Linked DNA regions of Zea mays: region 2 is linked to region 1. The links are chromatin contacts, called in public Hi-C maps. All regions are on one chromosome and are shown on one strand. Each heading gives the region's core, a stretch centred on a gene start, on an enhancer-like site or on the middle of the called end of the contact. The rest is flanking DNA. Distances are from core to core; before and after follow the strand shown.

Evidence for each region. Hi-C and Micro-C count contacts between places; a contact is called where the count stands out from the background.
Region 2: a Hi-C map of bundle sheath shows a contact between it and region 1, with 2.2 times the contacts expected there. The contact joins the promoter of LOC103639360 here to the promoter of LOC100274815 in region 1. A contact is called at or near these places in 4 of 25 Hi-C or Micro-C datasets (bundle sheath, endosperm, leaf and 1 more).

What each region holds. Positions count from the first base shown.
Region 1 is chr9:148,770,333-148,775,213 of Zm-B73-REFERENCE-NAM-5.0, reverse strand. It overlaps LOC100274815, which reads left to right and starts at 2,665. Exons shown (of 4, transcript NM_001349177.1): 1 at 2,665-3,274; 2 at 3,388-4,213; 3 at 4,755-4,859. The coding sequence starts at 3,213.
Region 2 is chr9:148,955,604-148,960,142 of Zm-B73-REFERENCE-NAM-5.0, reverse strand. It overlaps LOC103639360, which reads left to right and starts at 1,665. Exons shown (of 2, transcript XM_008662121.2): 1 at 1,665-2,178; 2 at 2,264-2,507. The coding sequence starts at 1,850. The coding sequence ends at 2,417.

The DNA.
Region 1 (4,881 bases), core at 1,416-3,915:
TGGTCTCGACAACGTGATCCAGTAGCCTAGCCTAGCAGCCACAGTGATGTACGCACGCACGCACGGGTCACATTCTTTCCCTAGCCCGTACCGTACTGTGGTATGTGTTGCATTTATTTGGGATAATAAAAATCTGGCGGTTAGATTCGGATTAAAGCCAAGCGAAACTGCTTGAATAACGCCAGGTGCGGCACTAGGTAATCTATCGTCGGCCAAGGAAATTAAACGAATGAGAATCAACAAAAAAAAAAAAGGATCCTCTGTGTTCGCCCTGATGATCTGTACGTACAGGTAGTGTACAAGACAGACCGTGACGAAAACTGACGATCGGCGTCGAAAACGGACGATGCGTGTACTACTACTGTACTGTAACTTTGCAAGAACGGTCACGTGTGATGTTCTCCCATCACGATCCAAAAAACAAAAAAGTCGCGACCTTGTAGAACTAACCCTGAGAGGATTCTGCGGGCCGGGGACGGGAGAAAATCGCGCAAGCGGAATCAAAAGGGCATGTGCGGAAAAGGACGGCATTTGTCAAAACGATATAGATCTGCAGGTCGATCATGCTAGCTAGTAGTAGTACTTGAAACGCCCCCAGTTATATGATATGACACAACCTCTCCAGATCTCTCGTACCCGCCGCTGTACCCCCATATGGCAAAAAGTCTGTGCTTCCCTCGCAAGCAAACCCAGGTGGAAAAAAAAAATGTAAACCAAAGAGCCCGGCCGCGCGCTGCAGCTGGCGATCTCCTCGATCGAGCAAAACCGATGGAGAACTCCGCTAGTTGTTGATCGATGCGCCTTTCGATTCGCAGCGGAGGCACCACTGTTGGTGGATGGATGGATTAGGCACCAACCAACTAACCTCGATTAATCAACGCCGATCGCCGACACATCCATCCTTTCTCCCGTGAAAAGAGCATGTGGTGGCCATGGGTAGTAGTAGTCTCTTTATTATCCTTTTGAATTCTTGACCTGTTGTTTATTAGTCTTTTCTATTTGTGCTCACGCACTGGCGGTTTTCCTTCTCTGACCGAGTGAAATCCGGGCGCGTTTCTTTGGCGTAGCTTGGACAGGTGCAAGGCAAGGGGGAGAAAAAAAAAGGAACTTGTCCTGCGGATCCCAGTTCCAGGTAATGGTTGGCTTGGACGGCAAGCAACAGGGAAGGAACGCGCGGTGGCACTGGCCCATCAGCCACTGGAGTCGTCTGAACATACGCAGCAGATAGATGCCTTCCTGCCCGCCTGCCTGCTGCTCGGGACCACCGTCCGGTGGGAGCGGGCCAGCAGCACATCCGATCGTGATGCAGCATTTCAGTACGTGTGCTCGCGCAGGCAAGCTGTGTGTGTGTGGCAGCGTGGCAGGTGTGGACGAGCTCTTCTACTTCTACAATTTTTTTTGTCTATACAAATTAAATCTGCACCAGTTCGAATAACTAGATTTAATCTAAAACGAACTGCGTGGTGGTCGTGGGGTGGTTGACCCCGGTCGGTGCTATTAAGATATGACTGCTGAGCCGGGAAGGGTAACACGGATAAAAGGCAAGATTAGGGATGGAAACGAGACGAGCTCGGCTCAACCATCCGAGCCAACGAGACTGATCATAAACATGAACTCGCTCTCTAAAATATAATATAAAATATCAAAAATAATTTTAGTAACATATTTTAATTAGTAATATAAATATTACTAATATAATATAGAAAATAGGTTAATTTTAGTAATCTTAAAAAACATAAACTAATTGTCTATTTAGACTAACACTACATATAAGCATACTAATTGAAATTTTATGTAATAAATTGTTGTTGGGTCGAGCCACAAGTCAGCTTGTGAGCCGAATCGAACCGAGCTGACTCGCTTTTTTCTCGATCTAGAAAATAAGCTCGACTCGAACTTATTCTAAATAATGAGTCGAGTTCGAGCTTTTTTTCTAGCCTAGACGGGATCACATCGAACCAGGTTTCGAAAGTATGATAGCATCTCGCAATAATAAAAACCGATGGCCAATGGAGAAGGGTGAGGCCGTCCGCATCGTATGCCGCGCCATGCCCCTTCCCCTAGCACTGTATACGCGTAGGGAGCCTCCTACGTGCTACAACGCTAGGGGAGGCCGCGCCGCTCTCCCAGATTAAGGGGAGCATTGTAGCGCCTCCTTGCACAGTGTTTCTCTATTTAATAGTTGAAAAAATAGTAATAAAAGATGAATAGGGTTAGAAAATTATATTTTATAGTTGTAGGGATATAGAGGGATAATATATGAGGAACCGTTGCAGGAGATGAAAAAAGTTAGGGGGTGAAATGTTAATCATGTGACTAAAAAATGATATAGGAGCAAAAATTTAGAGGTCACGACTGCGGATAGTCTGATGCTAAAACTACTAAACTAGATTATATACACTGCACAAGGCTGAGTGCTTAGCGACCGACTACCGAGTACTGTATGGAGACGGCTACACGCACGAAAGAATCCGAAAAGGGGTCTCCGCGCCGCGCGCGGGCGTGGCAACCACGCATGGGCCAGCCAGAGGGCGGCGATCCCCCACCTCCCTCCCAGGACAACACCAGTGAGTCATCACATTCCCACCGGATCCCGGAAGCTTTTTCCACACGGCAGCCGGGCAGCGTCTTCCTTTCTCATGTACTAGCAGCCTCTAGCCCCCTACCAGTACTAGCAGTGGCGCAAAAACTTTTTTATTACAACTTCCCGGCAGGACCCGTTTCGTTCGGTCCAAGTCTCCAACCCCTAGCAGCCCACCCACATACAATTCCGTTTGCCCGGGTCCTCTCCTCGCCCGCGACCGCCGTTTGACTCCCGGACCCGACCCACTCCCACCAATCGGAGGCAAAGATCGCGTGAAATCCCGGGTCTCGCGCGCCCATTTCAGCCGGACGCTGACCAAGACAACCCCGGCGATCCCCACACCCGCACACACAAAGACGCAGACCACACAACGGCTCGGCAAGCGGCAGCAAGCCCAGACCAGAGCGAAAACCCACCGTTCCAGCACCCGATTTTGAACCACCGCGACACTCCCAAGTCCCAACCAAATCTACGACCCCTCCGACCGAAACGAGATCTCCGCCTCCCCTCACGGAAAGGAAAGAAACGCTCTCCCCCCGGGGCAAAGGGAACCGTCGCCGCGTCGCGGAAAACTGAAGCGGGGCACAGGAGGAGGAGAGGCCGAGGCAGGGAGAGGGTTCCGGCGGCGATGGAGCGGTACAACCCCTCCGAGGTGTACGAGCTCTTCGTGCGCCACATGAACAACCCGAGGTAAGGGAGGCCGGGAGGCCAATTCCACCTATTCTTTTTCCCCCCTGCGGTTCTCTTTCTTCGATGCATCCTTCGATGGAGCGGTCACTGATCGGTCTGCGATGCCGCCGCAGGGTGGTGGTGGACAACGGCGCGTGCGCGACGGCGACGCTGGTGCAGGTGCACAGCGCGAGGAAGCACGGCGTGCTGCTCGACGCGGTGGCGGCCCTGTCCGACCACGGCGTCTGCGTCCGCAAAGGCTACATCTCCTCCGACGACGGCCGCTGGTTCATGGACGTCTTCCACGTCGTCGACGCCGCGGGCGGCAAGGTGGCCGACGCCGGCGCCCTGCTGGCGCGCCTCGAGTCCTCGCTCTCCGCCGACGCATTGCCGCCCCGCCCGCCGCCCGCCGCCGCGGGGGCCGGGACGCCCACCCTGCTCGAGCTCGTCGGCGCCGACCGCCCGGGCCTCCTCTCCGAGGTCTTCGCCGTGCTGCACGACCTCCGCTGCGGCACCGTCGACGCCAGGGCCTGGACGCACGCCGGCCGCGTCGCCGCGCTCGTGTTCGTGCGCGACGAGGAGACCGGCTCGCCGATCGACGACGCGGCGCGGGTCAGGCGCGTGGAGTCCAGGCTCCGGCACGTCCTCCGCGGCGGCGCGCTCGGCGCGAGGATGGTCCGGGCAGACGCCTCCGCCGTCAACATGGACCGGAGGCTCCACCAGCTTCTCAACGAGGACGGGGAGGCCGGGAGCCGCGCCGACCGGGCGGAGTCGGAGGCGGAGGCGCCCACGCCCACAGCGGTCGCCGTGCAGGATTGGGTGGAGAGGGGGTACTCGGTGGTGACAGTGAGCTGCCGCGACCGGCCCAAGCTGCTCTTCGACGTCGTCTGCACCTTGACAGACTTGGATTACGTGGTGTACCACGGCACGTTCCACACAGACGACGATCACGCCCGCCAGGTGAAGCTTCTAGGCGTTTCTTTCTCGGCTGATCCCCAAAGATTTCTTTCCTGCTATTACTGAATCTAGGGCCGCCATTACTGAATTTTTGTCGCGCTGAGTTCTTGAGCTGGAGGAATTCCTGCCAGGAATCTCGACGTTTCCATAGTAACTCACTGCATTAGGAGCGGGTAGGACATTTCTGTAAACTTTTCTCTCACTTTTACTCCACTTTTACCTTTTGGTTGCTTTGATTGTGACTGTTGTGTGTGTATGCTTGAGTTTTGTTCATGAAAATTCCCTTTTACTGAATTTTCTGAGTTTTGGCATTTTAAAACGGAAGGTTTAACTTTAGTTTCATTTGCATTTGCATCGCTAGATTATTCTGCTTCAAAATTGTACCGCGTCATAATCACGACTGCATAATTAATAGTACTAAGCACTATATTCTGCAAAACTGATCAAAATTGCTGCTACGGTGCTGCAAATTGAATTCAGACACTACCTATGCACTCCTGTTGAAGCTAAGTTGACATCCTGTTGCTTCTTGGCTTGGCTGCAGGAGTTCTACATCAGGCGGTTGGACGAGCGGCCAATTAGCTCGGCGACCGAGAGGCGGCGCGTGATCCAATGCTTGGAAGCGGCCATCGAGAGGCGCGCATCCGAGGTGCGTGATCGCTGAGTATCTC
Region 2 (4,539 bases), core at 416-2,915, 190 kb before region 1:
TTTTTTATTCCAATTACCATGGTGTCCAGGCAGTTGAATCAACATGGGCCTAATTGGATTAGTTTTACTTGGATCTGGCCATAATACGTATATACATATACACTGTATGTATACCTAGGGTGGGCCCTGGAATTTTGGGGCCCGGTGCGGCCGCTCCGGTTGCCCGCCCTCAGGACCGGCCCTGTGGCTGGTGCCTGGTGTGTAGAAAGACAATGCACGGATGCTACTGCACAAACAACCTGCACTACAAGAAACTGGTTAAAGAACGTGGGTGAAAAACCGTCGAACCTAATGTAATAGGCCGTCGAACTTACCATAAGAACGTGGGTTTACCCACGAACATAGCCGACGGCGATTTTTGGACGAACTTAAAGAAGTAAGTTCGATGGCCCCCACGTTCTTAAGGTCGGCGGGCAGCTGCAGCGCGGTTGCGCAGGTGGCCAGGCGGCGTGGGGCTGTCGAGCGGGCAGCGTTGGCTGGCGGCGCGGCGCAGCGCGCGGGATGGCGCAGCGAGCGGGGTGGCGCGCGGCGCAGCGAGCGGGGTAGCGGCGCGAGCTGGGTGGCGCGCGAGCGGGATGGTGGCGCGGCGCAGCGCACTAGGTGGCGGCGGCCGGGCGCGGTGTGCTCGTGCTGGCGGCCGGCGGCGGGTGCAAGCACTGGTGGGAAGCAGGAAAGGAGATAGGAAGAGAGACGCGCGGGGTTAGGGATTTAGGTTGGGTTAAGTTCGACGGTGTCCACGCGGCCCACGTATTTAATTTAAGAACGTGGGTACCCACGTTCCTAAAAGGTTAAGTTCGACGGTTTTGGCTAGGGCCCACGAACTTAATGTAAGAACGTGGGTACCCACGTTCTTAAATAAACCCATGAACTTAATTAATATAAGAACGTCGGTACCCACGATCTTAACAAAACTCACGAACATTTATCAGTTTCTTGTAGGGCTGCTACTACCCCACCTGCTGACTGCCATGCCGCCCTAGACCCTGTTCGTTTATGTTGGATTGCACCCGGAATCGTTCCGGCTAAATAAAGTTTATATAAATTAGAGAAGCAATCCGATTAGAAATTATTCTGACTCACCAATCCGGCAGAAACGAACAAGGCCCTAATCATCTCCGGCCCGTGCGCAAGAGCCAAGAGCTAACCGTTTAATGCGTACGTTTCAGAATTCAGAGTCCGTGAGCCAGTGTTTTCATTTCAGCAGAGCACGTTTTCTTAAGACCGTGTTCAACGCATCCCGCCAGCCTCCCTCTCCGCTACCTGTGATGGCTACAGGCATCTCCTTCCGTGTTCAACGCATGACGCTATATGAGCCTCTACCGGCAACAGTGCAAGGAGAGAGGCCGGTACTCCGCCAGATTAAGAGGGCGCTGTGGCAGCCCCCTTTCCTCGCTATGCGTGTGCGTCAGTGTTTGTTAGAGAAGAGAAAAATGATAATAGATGATGAAAAGATATGGAAAATAATATTTTATGGTTGTAGTGATGTATAGGGAAAGAATTTATGGAGACCGCTGTAAAGGATGGAGATATAGACGTGGCACATGAGTAGGATATATGGGGAGAAATTTAAGGGGAACCGCTGAAGATAGTATAAACAAGCTTCGCTGTCCAGGTCAAGACTCAAGATAGAGCGATTGCGAATTTGCGATCCCTCGCACGGTACGGTCGCAGTCGCACCACACGACGGACGTCCCAGCGGAAGTGGAGGGGGAGCGTCCATCCATCCATTCCATTCCATCTCGTCACGCGCAAGCGCAAGCGGCAAGGGGCCCTCCCCTCTCCTCTCCGCCACGGCGCTGACACCCCGGTCTGACACGAGGGAGGCGGCCGGGAGGTTGTTGTCCGCGAGATGATTGTCCCGTTTCAGACGTCGCTGTCGCACGCTCCGCATCGGTCTCTGAACACGACATTTACTCGCCAACAGATGACTGCAAGCAGTGGCGGTCGAGTAGTCACGCCCGTGGAAAGGAGGCTGTCGATGGCACCGCTGCCTCCCTGCACGATCTGCCTGGGGTGTCGGCATGGCACACTCGGGGCTCCAAGGCCGACGGCCGGCCGGGCATCGTCTCGTCGCGGCGTCGTACATACATGCCGCACCGGTTCTTGCTTACACAGCCTGCATGCATGCATGCATGACAGGGGCGGCGGAACTAGAACTGGCCTGTTCATCGGTGCCAGGTGACAATTTTTTTTTTTTTTTTTTTTGCAAAATCAGTGAGCTTTGATGTGCCCTGATGCACGAGCGGTCATTCGCAAACACCAGGTCGCTTCAAGAGTTTCCTGATGAAGAACGAAGGATACACACCACCAGAGTAGCACTGGCACTTTCAGTCATGGAACCCGAGTTAATCTGTCATGGAGACAGACACAGGGACAGGGGAGAGAGGTTTGCTGTCGATGTCCATGTCACCTATTAGCCTATATTACTATTTAGATACTTCAAGTGTACAATACAAGGAAGAGAATATGTTCCTTTTTTTTAATTAAGATGGGAAACCTTTCAGATCGAGAGTGATAAACCGTTGCATTTACTTGCATGAGTGCGACGGACCCAACAGCAAAACTATTATATCCATCTTTCTTACGCCAACCCCCAACCATCAAGTTGGTTACAGACCACCATTTTTTTTGGCGCCAAGGTGAGCCGGGCGTGACTAAACAACTCGCATTAATTGAAGGCATCGAGCAGCCGTAAGCCGTAAACGATGTTGGTTGCATTGGGAAGCAGTGGTGGTGGTGCTGCGTGCAGTTCAAAACACACCTCTAAACACTACTCGCGTTGTGCCTGCTGAAAGAAACGCTGTTTTTTTTAGTACTCCGTATCTCCTTTTATCAGATCGAGATGCTACTACCGATGATGATCGTCAGCGGCCGGCCGGCGCGGGGGGGGGGGGGGGGGGGGGGGCTCGGACCCAGGTCGGAGGTTGCCAAACACGCGTCTCGGAAATTTATGGCACACAGCCGAATGCTATATCATCGCGCGCCGGCGAGCTAAAAGCTCACGAGTACCGGGTCCCCGGCGAGGCCGAGGCCGAGGGGCGAGCTTCCTCGGTCGGTCGCGTGTTCCATGCCAAACAGTTTCGCCAATAGTCTGACCACCCTCGCAAATTTGCAATTTGCAACCAGTACTAACCATCGACTCCGTGGTCTTCCGCATGGAGGATATCAGAGCAAATTCAGGAGTCCTTAATCCAGGTCTCAAAATTAAATGTAAGAGCTATCAAAAAAGTACTCCTGAATTTGCTCTTACATTTACGTGCTTATTATTCCTTTTATGTGCTTCTACTCTTCCACCTACAGGAAAGCGAGTGTTTATTTCCGACCCAGCGATCCTAGTTCAAATAACCCGACAGCGAACCGACGACGACAGCCCGGTAGTTGAGCGTCCGGTCTAGCACATCTCGAAGCAGTGTTGGCGGCGCGGAACTTTACGTGTGTGTGTGTAGTACGCGCCGTCTATAAATCTGGATCATCGTTTCATCATCGTATATGACTCGGCCGTTCAGTATATATATACTACCTAACTTGGTGGATCGAAGCTGTCAATGAAAAATGATTGACGTCTCAGTCCCAAATTTTGGCTGGTGGAGTTCGGGTGCAAAACATTTGGAGGATCTTCGCCCACCTACAGACACCAGTGCTTCTAGTACCACTACTCCCTAGTCCCTACCCGTACAGAGAGTCAGTTATAGTTAGTTAGAGGTGGTAATGGATCATGATCTAAATGTATTTTTATAAAAAATTAAGACACTTAAATAATTTTTAGTTCAAAAATAATTATGTATAGAGTATGATCTTAATTCGATTTGTTGATTAAATTTTATAGTATAGAATCTAAAGCACGTTACCATCCCTAGCTATATGAGAGGTCAAAGGAAAGGAGATGAGGCTGGTGGGCACAGGTAATTCGACACTGTTTGAAAAACTGCAATCCAACCCGTCCTGTGCACAGTCTACAGTGCGCAGGTCGAGAACCGAGCGAGGACTGTGTGCTACGGCCAGTAGCATACGTACCGTACCGTACGTACTGCAAAAGGAGCAGATGCCTACCGCCTGCTGCCCGGCCTAGGTGGTCGTCGTGCTCGTGCAGGAGAGGACGGGGGACACGGATACTGGGTGGTGGTGTCGTCTGTCGTGTGCGTCCACGGGCGGGAACCCAGAAACCCAACCACTCTTCTTGATGGATCAACGGCATACGGCCCCATGTTCGATGCTGCTGCTGCTGCTCTGCATGCATTGCTGCTCGCCGGACCCGGACCTGCATCGTCGCTTCTTTCTCCGCTTGGAGACAATGCAGGCACGCATCTCCATGCACACCGGACGAGTTGCTCGCAGACGTCGCAGTTCAATCGCACATCGGGTTCCGCTGGGCGTGGCACAGGCTCCCTAGTAGCAGACGACGACTAGTACAAGCTAGGTACAGTGGTCGCCGCCGGGCGGGGACCCCCGTCATCTCAGGCCGTCGTCACAAGTCACAACGGGCGTATACGGTGCCCGTGACGTCGCAATTAGAGTGCCGACGACTATCAAGTAGTACTA